Linked DNA regions of Mus musculus: all the other regions are linked to region 1. The links are chromatin contacts, called in public Hi-C and HiChIP or PLAC-seq maps. All regions are on one chromosome and are shown on one strand. The core of a region is the stretch at or near the end of the contact, and the rest is flanking DNA. Distances in the headings are between cores, read along the strand shown. Region 1 holds the start of Fam135a (family with sequence similarity 135, member A). Region 2 overlaps Col9a1 (collagen, type IX, alpha 1). Region 3 overlaps Smap1 (small ArfGAP 1).

What was found. Hi-C and Micro-C count contacts between places; a contact is called where the count stands out from the background. HiChIP or PLAC-seq counts read pairs in DNA pulled down with a chosen protein or histone mark.
Region 2: a Hi-C map of cortical neurons shows a contact between it and region 1. The contact joins the enhancer-like site here to the promoter of Fam135a in region 1. A contact is called at or near these places in 1 of 39 promoter capture datasets (cranial neural crest), 1 of 484 Hi-C or Micro-C datasets (cortical neurons), 1 of 115 datasets of contacts at active chromatin or transcription factors (pancreatic cancer cells) and 1 of 9 other capture datasets (liver).
Region 3: an H3K4me3 HiChIP or PLAC-seq map of intestinal villus epithelium shows a contact between it and region 1, with 6 read pairs. The contact joins the enhancer-like site here to the promoter of Fam135a in region 1. A contact is called at or near these places in 2 of 39 promoter capture datasets (cranial neural crest and embryonic stem cells), 5 of 115 datasets of contacts at active chromatin or transcription factors (embryonic stem cells and intestinal villus epithelium) and 2 of 9 other capture datasets (adipose tissue and pancreatic islet).

What each region holds. Positions count from the first base shown.
Region 1 is chr1:24,099,007-24,101,706 of GRCm38.p6, forward strand. It overlaps Fam135a (family with sequence similarity 135, member A), which reads right to left and starts at 1,335. Exons shown (of 21, transcript NM_026604.4): 1 at 1,055-1,335.
Region 2 is chr1:24,229,283-24,231,982 of GRCm38.p6, forward strand. Col9a1 (collagen, type IX, alpha 1) reads left to right here. Exons shown (of 38, transcript NM_007740.3): 29 at 914-967; 30 at 1,601-1,672; 31 at 2,169-2,204. Among named protein-coding and RNA genes, the nearest start is that of Col9a1, 53 kb to the left of the region's middle. Within about 2 kb of position 1,314, at least 59 of the 459 cell types and tissues checked have an H3K27ac peak or open chromatin away from gene starts, as enhancers often do. A contact at or near this core is called in cortical neurons, where this site is marked.
Region 3 is chr1:23,883,647-23,886,346 of GRCm38.p6, forward strand. The region is part of intron 2 of Smap1 (small ArfGAP 1); the gene reads right to left. Among named protein-coding and RNA genes, the nearest start is that of Smap1, 37 kb to the right of the region's middle. Within about 2 kb of position 1,360, at least 5 of the 459 cell types and tissues checked have an H3K27ac peak or open chromatin away from gene starts, as enhancers often do. A contact at or near this core is called in intestinal villus epithelium, where this site is marked.

The sequences.
Region 1 (2,700 bases), core at 85-2,584:
ATCAATACATTTTATATAGTAATTTTTGTTAAATTTCACTTCAGATTTGTTCCTGGTCAACTGTTATTTACTGGAGCACTGACCTCTGGCAAATCTTAACTCTTTATAAATGGCCAGTTTGTTTCTCATAACATGACTGGTACATGTAATTCAAGATCCAATCAAGTGAGCTGCCATTCTTTAGAGAATTTCTGGTGAAGAAAGATGAAGAAACTGCTCTGGAAGCTTCAGTGGGGATACTAGGCATAGCCCTAGCTTGCGTAGAAAGCAGAAGAGAACAGAGGTTGTTACAACTCTTCGGGGATGTAATAAAAAGTAAAACATATGGACTGAAAAAGAGGTTCCATCCACACATATAGGAAAAAGGAGTTTTATGGCTTAAAAAACAAAACACCAACATTAAAGAACTAAAATCGGTTCGGTGGTTAGGAGCGGCTGGACCGAAAGCAATGAGGCGGGGGGACCAAAAGAGGTTAAGAGAGTGAGGGCCTCTGAAGGCAAGGCTCGACACTGGAGCAAAGAGATGCTTAAACGCAACAACAAAACGCAAAAGGCCAAAAAGCCCACCCTCCCACAAGTCAGTAACTAACAAAAGAGCTAGAACGAGGTGCCAAAGGAGAAAATAGTGCTAACAGCGAGGAAACTGATCGGCGACGGCCAAGAGGTTAACGACTGGGGATGCACAGTCGAGGGACCGAGCTGGACCGAGCGGAGAGCTCGACCGACGTCGAGGGACCCCCGGAGCCAAAGGGCGCGCGGGCGCGGGTGGAAGCGAATGAGGGTCGAAGGACCAGGCGGCGACCGTGGAGTGGGGCGGAGAGCCGGCGGGACACCGGGCACGACGAGTGGCAAGGGCCGGCCGGGGGCACCCGCCTGCGCGCCGCGCCCCTCGCGTCCCCGCCGACCTTCAGCGGGCCCAGGACCCGGCTCCGACTGAGGCCAGGGCGCCAGAGGCAGACGAGGCGAGGAGGCCACTTCCTGTCCGGCCCCGCGGGGGAGATGGACCTGGCCCGCGTCGCGGGGCCGGGAGTCGCGCGGACAGCGAGGGGCTCACCTCTCAACCGGCACGGCCTCGGCTGGCGCCTGTGCGACGGAGGAGCTCTGCGTCCGGCTGGTAGGCGTCCTTAGCCAGGTCCGCACCATCCCGCCCCGGGCCCGCTCACATCGCCATCGCAGCACCCGCAACCACCGCAAAGCCAAGAGCCGGCTCGTCTCCGGCGCTCGGCTCCCGGCCCAGAGCCGCCGGCGAGCATGCGCAGTCGCGTCGGTCCCAAGGGAACCGGGCCGCCGAGCGCTACCTGCGTTCAACAGGTCCCGGCCCGCGGCCCCGCCCCTGGGGCTCTCCCCTCCCCCTCCCGCAACGTCCCGCCTTCTCTGAGGCGAGGACCCGCCCCCTTGGGCTCCAAGTCCCGCCCCCCCAGGAGACTCAGCTGCCGCGGGCCCCCGGCGCCAACCGAGATTTGAAGATTTGTTCTCCCTTCCCGGCTCGCCCCTCCCGAGTTCCCGCGAGAACGGGAGACTTGCGTCAATAAAAAGCGCGAGCCCAGCCGGGGTGGGAGCTGGGGGTAGGGGGGGGGATAGTGTGAACCACTGGTCGAGAGTTAAAGGGCCCCAAGAGATGCGAAAGGACAGTTGAAGACTGAGGAGATTTCTCTCGAAGTCATCTACGTCTTCTCTCCTTGCTGCCATGGCTAGAGCCGACCCTCGCGCCTCTGCCAGGGCAGTGGGTCGGTGCTGCCCCAGCAGTCGCTAATGGGGCCATCCATGGTGTGGCCATGCGTGCAGCTGATCTATTAGTGTCTTGATTGATGACATCTTAAATAGAAGCTTTCAGGTCTTAAATTCCATTAACGGAAGCCCATAGTCTTTCATTGATTAACTTCATTTTCTTCTTTCCCGCTGTCCGAACAGAACATTTTTTAAAGATTTATTTACTTTACATCCTGCTCGGTTCCCCCTTCCAGATCCCCTCCCCTCCCACAGTCCTTCCCCCACTCCCCCTTCCCTTCTCTGAGTCTGTGAGGCTGGCACTTCCTATCCCACTGAGGCAGGACAAGGCAGCCCAGCTAATAAAACATATCCCACATAAATGGAGCTGCTTTGGGGATAGTAGCTCCCCTCCCCCTCCCGTTGTTGAAGACCCACATGAAGACCAAGCCACACATCAGCCACACATGCTGGAGGAAGTGGGGTTAGGTCCAGCCCGTGTATACTCTTTGGTTGGGGGTTCAGTCTCTGAGAGCCCCAAGGGTCCTGGTTAGTTGGTCTTCCTGTGGAGTTCCTATCCCCTTCAGGACTGCAATCTTTCCTCCTATTCTTCCATAAGAGGCCCCTCGCTCCATCCACTATTTGGCTGTGGGTGTCTGCTTCGGTTTGAATCATCTCCTGGGTGGAGCCTACAGAGTATCCTTATAATAGTGTCAGGGTTTGGTGCTTGCCCATGGATGGGTCTCAAGTTGGGCCACCAGCAGGACATTTTATAGCTCGTTAAAGCTTCTGTGTGTGACTCAAGCAAGGTTGGGAATTTCAGCAACAGCTGAAAATTTCCCTCAGAGCTGTAACACTTTCACACAGCTCAAGATAAAATGAATGGGGAGAACAGAACACAGCTTGTGATAAAAATGAATTAGGAGGAGAGAGTGGTGTCTCTTAGATATAATGTGAGGGAACATGATGCCACTGATAATCTGCTTGAAGATG
Region 2 (2,700 bases), core at 64-2,563, 130 kb after region 1:
TCCTTGCAGTCTTATGATAAACCTTGAAGGAAATGCGACTGTCTATCTACTTGTGTTCCGCTGCATTCTACTGAGCTGCAAACAACATTAGGTATATAACGGGCTTTAGTCAAATTGTATAAAACTAGGTTGGGTTCTCAAGGAAAGAAGTAAAAGTCTCATACCCCCTTTTCTTAAAAATGTCTTTTCTTTAAAGCTTAGGGTTTCAAGTAGAATAGAAATGTGAAAACTTAGATTTCAAATAATAAAATTTGAGATGGGCCCACGAGATTGGTGAGTCACACTTAACAAAGTCTACAATCCTTGGAGACATATTTAGATCTAGAATGAGTGCAACAAGAAATTTTATCTCAGAAAGTTTATAAATGTCTACCATCTGTGTCTTCTGGAGGTTGCAGCAATCATTTAAAGGCAAGCATCTCTGCCCTGTGTTTCCCTTTTATGCTTTTTGGAGGGACACAATCATTTGCCAGCTGCTCCTTTAAGGCGTCTGTAGACCCAAGAGCTTACACAGACACTGCAGCATGCCCAGTGAGTGGGTATGGAATACCCTAAGAACATGCCTAAGTGAGAGCATAAAAGTGTATATATGAATAGTCATAATATAAAACAGGATGTGACTTACATGCTGAAAATTACTAACATCATTGTGTGTACAGGCAGTGAACATTTCTGGTGTTCTGGCCTGGCATCCCATGAACAGCACAAGCAGGCTCCATGAGCAGTGCACAGAAGGTGACTGGTTAGACTCTTGACAGGATGGTTTGAGCCTTCAGTTGGAGTGATGGGAGATTTTGGCAACACCTATATTTTACCAAAAGCCTGGACGAAATGTTATTTCTTTTCATATAATAATGAAGCATTTAACTCTGGGCTGAATATCTAGCTGATGACAACATATATGTTTTCACAGGGCAGTAGAGGCCCGGTAGGACCAGAAGGGTCTCCAGGCATACCAGGGAAACTGGTAAGTGAAGTGTCCACTCTACATGCTTGCTTCCTGCAAAGCAGATATGTTTTGGTGTTTTTTTAAAGGAAAGCAGAGAAAAATTGCAAAAGATCATCTAATTAACTGTATATATGGTTTTTATTTTAGTTGTTATGTGAGTGTGTGAAGCTGTTGATATGGAATTTCCAATTGTATCTATGATAGTTGCATGAGTATTTTAATCAGCGTGGCTTGTAGAATGCATTTGAAAACCCAGAGAGGCATGAAGTGCCACGGCTGGCATCTGCCTCTTAGTGGAATGGAAGGGAACTGTAGATGAATGGTGGCCTTTGCTTCTTGTGTAGCTTCTGTTTACACAGCAGGAGAAGCAACAGCGGGCTGCGTTCTGCCAGGCATTAGCTGAAAGAGCCCACTGTTGCTGAGCTGTGCAGAGGGAATTCAGAGATGGGGTGGAAGGTGGGAGGCCACCCACCCCTCTTCTCCTGGAACGCAGGAGTGAGGCAGCACTAAACCAACCACACACTAACTTTACACATGAGTTGATACCCCGGCCCCCTCCCCCCAATCCCCACCCCGCCCTTGCCCGTCTGTCTTGTCAACTTTGAGCATCGAGGACACAGTGACTCTGAAGATTTTCTGTTTGTTTTCCAGGGATCTGTTGGCAGCCCTGGCCTTCCTGGCTTGCCTGGGCCCCCTGGACTTCCTGGAATGAAAGGAGACAGGGTAAGCTATCCAGAGGTCTACGTGGTTTTGTGTGTGTTCCCCCTCTTTTAAATCTGGAATGTTTACTCCTTCTTTGTTGGGAAATCAAGGTTGCTTTACCCAGTGAAGACTCTCTTTACTGATTATCATGAAGAAGTAGAGTGAAAGAAATATAGTGTTAAATTACTGAGAATTGACATTCAAGACAAAACAAAACTAACTTTCCAGAAGGAAGAAAAATAAAGGGTGAGGAGAAAAAAAAAATCAGTTGCAGTTATAGTTTTTATTTAGTTCTAAATTTCTATTCCTACCAGTAAAAGTTCATTCATATGAATATGACCAGAGAATGCTCTCATGTTACCAGAGATTTGGGAAACAATTGTGACGAGACCCTCTGGTCCTCAATTAAGTGGTGAGAATCAGGGAGCTCTCTTCCATCACCTTATCCATCAGCTCATTCAAGGATATCGGCTCATCTGAAATGATGCTGAAAAATGTCAAATTTTATTTACTCTAGGGTGTATTTGGTGAACCGGGTCCCAAGGGTGAACAGGTAAGTGTTGAGTGTTGTTAGTGGAAGGGTGAACAGGTAAGAATTGCATGTGGTTTGCGGTGTTGGGTATTCACCACTTTAAGTACAAGGAGGGGCTGGCTGGCTTGTGGGTGTGGTGTAACAGTGAAGGCACACAACTGTTCTCAGTGTGCTTTATAGTGAGGGAAAACCATAGTGAAGTTTGGTGTGCAGCCAGACTGTTTTTGGATGCTGGCACTAATGGCTGTTTCCTGGACTGTACAGTGTTCTTCCTTTGAAGTGGGTAGCCCTGTCTCTTAGCTTGCTGAATTTTATTCAGATGACACAGACTTTTGAAGCCACAGAAGAGCATCTAATCAAGATGCTTTTTGATGGAGACCTCAGCCAATAAAATGTGTAAATGGAGTTGGCCTGTGTCTGGATTCCTCTTTCTACTGTAGAATGACACTTTCCGGGGTTATTGAATTTTAAAACTGCTAGATAGAATTGTTAATCTAACTAAATGATTCAAACTCAA
Region 3 (2,700 bases), core at 110-2,609, 220 kb before region 1:
AAATACATTTTGATAAAAACTATTTATTTAAAAACAAGCAGTCAATAACTCTAAAACACCATGTTCAGGAGATGTCTTTAAAAAAAACTGAAAGAACATACAGTGTGTGTGTGTGTGTGTGTGTGTGTGTGTGTGTGTGTGTGTGTGTGTGTGTGTGTGTGAGTGAGTGATGAGAATATGGCATATCTAATAGCAGTAAATAAGTAACCCTTAGATATTACTTTCTAAGTGGCTACATTTTATAAAAACCATATATACCTCAAACTTAATAGTTTAACTGGACTCGGGTCTGGTTAGATCTTTTGGTAAAGCATTTTTAAAAAAGATTAGCATCTTTGAAAATAGTACTCATGATTATATGAGTATCATGGGAGTGGTAATAGTGACCATAAAGGTGACACAGAGTACATTTAAATGTGGTGAAATTACTTCTCTTACTTTGATTAATAAATACCTAACTATTTTTACATCAAAAAGCCTTTATTCTAATTACAGAACATTAAACCATATTGCAACCATCACTTTTCCAAATCTGAATGAAGACTATATAGGAATGACTTCCAAGACACAGGTTTCAATTTATGCACAGTGCTGTCCCTGAGCCAAGAGCTGTCATCTGCATCAGAGCAGTTGCAACTCTTGCAAGAGACACCCCAGATCTGGCTTGTTGGCTCTGAGCATTCCCTAACAGAAAATGAAAGGGAAGAGTCACTAGACCGGCACCAGATTTCTATCACTCCCTCCATTACAACACCCCTATGCAGCTATAGGGGAGAACTCACTATGCTGGGGTAAGAGTTTCTACTTGTAGTATTTGGGGGACACACCCAGGCTCCTGCAAGTCAACTCTAGCCTGTACTCTTTATCAGTAAGTCCATTAAATACACTGCTTCCCCAAGCTAGACTTTGATGGACTCACACTTTTTCATGAGTGACCTATTGGAATGCTGTTTTTATACAGGTTTTTATACCCACCACGGGGTACCCAAAAATATCCCTAAGGAACTAATTTGTAGACAGAAATCAGTATAGTGTTTGTCCTTGGAGGATTTGATTGGAAATTGACACAAGGGAACTCTACAGTGAGAGATGTTTGCTCTGCCTCCACCAGGGCCAACACTGGTAAAGTTTGTCAAGCTCTGTGAATCCTTCTCTGTGACATGGCAATTGTTTTAAGTAGTAAATAAACTAATGAAATGCCATGGTATCAAGTTGGCATTTCTGAGCATTCTTACAACAAGAATGATAGACCTTTAGATCTGAATAAAAAGCAACTTCAAAAGACAGATAGCAGCTCTTATCTAAAAATTCAGACTTGACTCCTTGTGACAAAATGCTGGGCAAAGACTGTGGACTATGGGCAGGCAGAGGGTTCACTCCTGACAATCATTCCAAGGACTGACTCAGAGAAGGCATGGCAGCAAGAGCAAGCGGGAGTTTGCCACTTTCTCCTTTTCCTCACAAAGGGATCCCAGTTCATCAAATGGTGCAACCCACATTTAGGGTGGGTCTTTACACTTCAATTAACCTAATTTACATAATCCCTCAAAAACTTGCCCAGAATTTTGTTACCATGGTAATTCCTAATCCTAGTAAAATTGGCAATCAAGATTAACCATTATAGCCCTTCCGCTCGCTCGACTCGAGACTCGAGCCCCGGGCTACCTTGCCAGCAGAGTCTTGCCCAACACCCGCAAGGGTCCACACGGGACTCCCCACGGGACCCTAAGACCTCTGGTGAGTGGATCACAGTGCCTGCCCCAATCCAATCGCGCGGAACTTGAGACTGCGGTACATAGGGAAGCAGGCTACCCGGGCCTGATCTGGGGCACAAGTCCCTTCCGCTCGACTCGAGACTCGAGCCCCGGGCTACCTTGACAGCAGAGTCTTGCCCAACACCCGCAAGGGCCCACACGGGACTCCCCACGGGACCCTAAGACCTCTGGTGAGTGGAACACAGCGCCTACCCCAATCCAATCGCGTGGAACTTAAGACTGCGGTACATAGGGAAGCAGGCTACCCGGGCTTGATCTGGGGCACAAACCCCTTCCACTCCACTCGAGCCCCGGCTACCTTGCCAGCTGAGTCGCCTGACACCCGCAAGGGCCCACACAGGATTCCACACGTGATCCTAAGACCTCTAGTGAGTGGAACACAACTTCTGCCAGGAGTCTGGTTCGAACACCAGATATCTGGGTACCTGCCTTGCAAGAACAGAGCTTGCCTGCAGAGAATACTCTGCCCACTGAAACTAAGGAGAGTGCTACCCTCCAGGTCTGCTCATAGAGGCTAACAGAGTCACCTGAAGAACAAGCTCTTAACAGTGACAACTAAAACAGCTAGCTTCAGAGATTACCAGATGGCGAAAGGCAAACGTAAGAATCCTACTAACAGAAATCAAGACCACTCACCATCATCAGAACGCAGCACTCCCACCCCACCTAGTCCTGGGCACCCCAACACAACCGAAAATCTAGACCCAGATTTAAAAACATTTCTCATGATGATGATAGAGGACATCAAGAAGGACTTTCATAAGTCACTTAAAGATTTACAGGAGAGCACTGCTAAAGAGTTACAGGCTCTTAAAGAAAAGCAGGAAAACACAGCCAAACAGGTGATGGAAATGAACAAAACCATACTAGAACTAAAAGGGGAAGTAGACACAATAAAGAAAACCCAAAGCGAGGCAACGCTGGA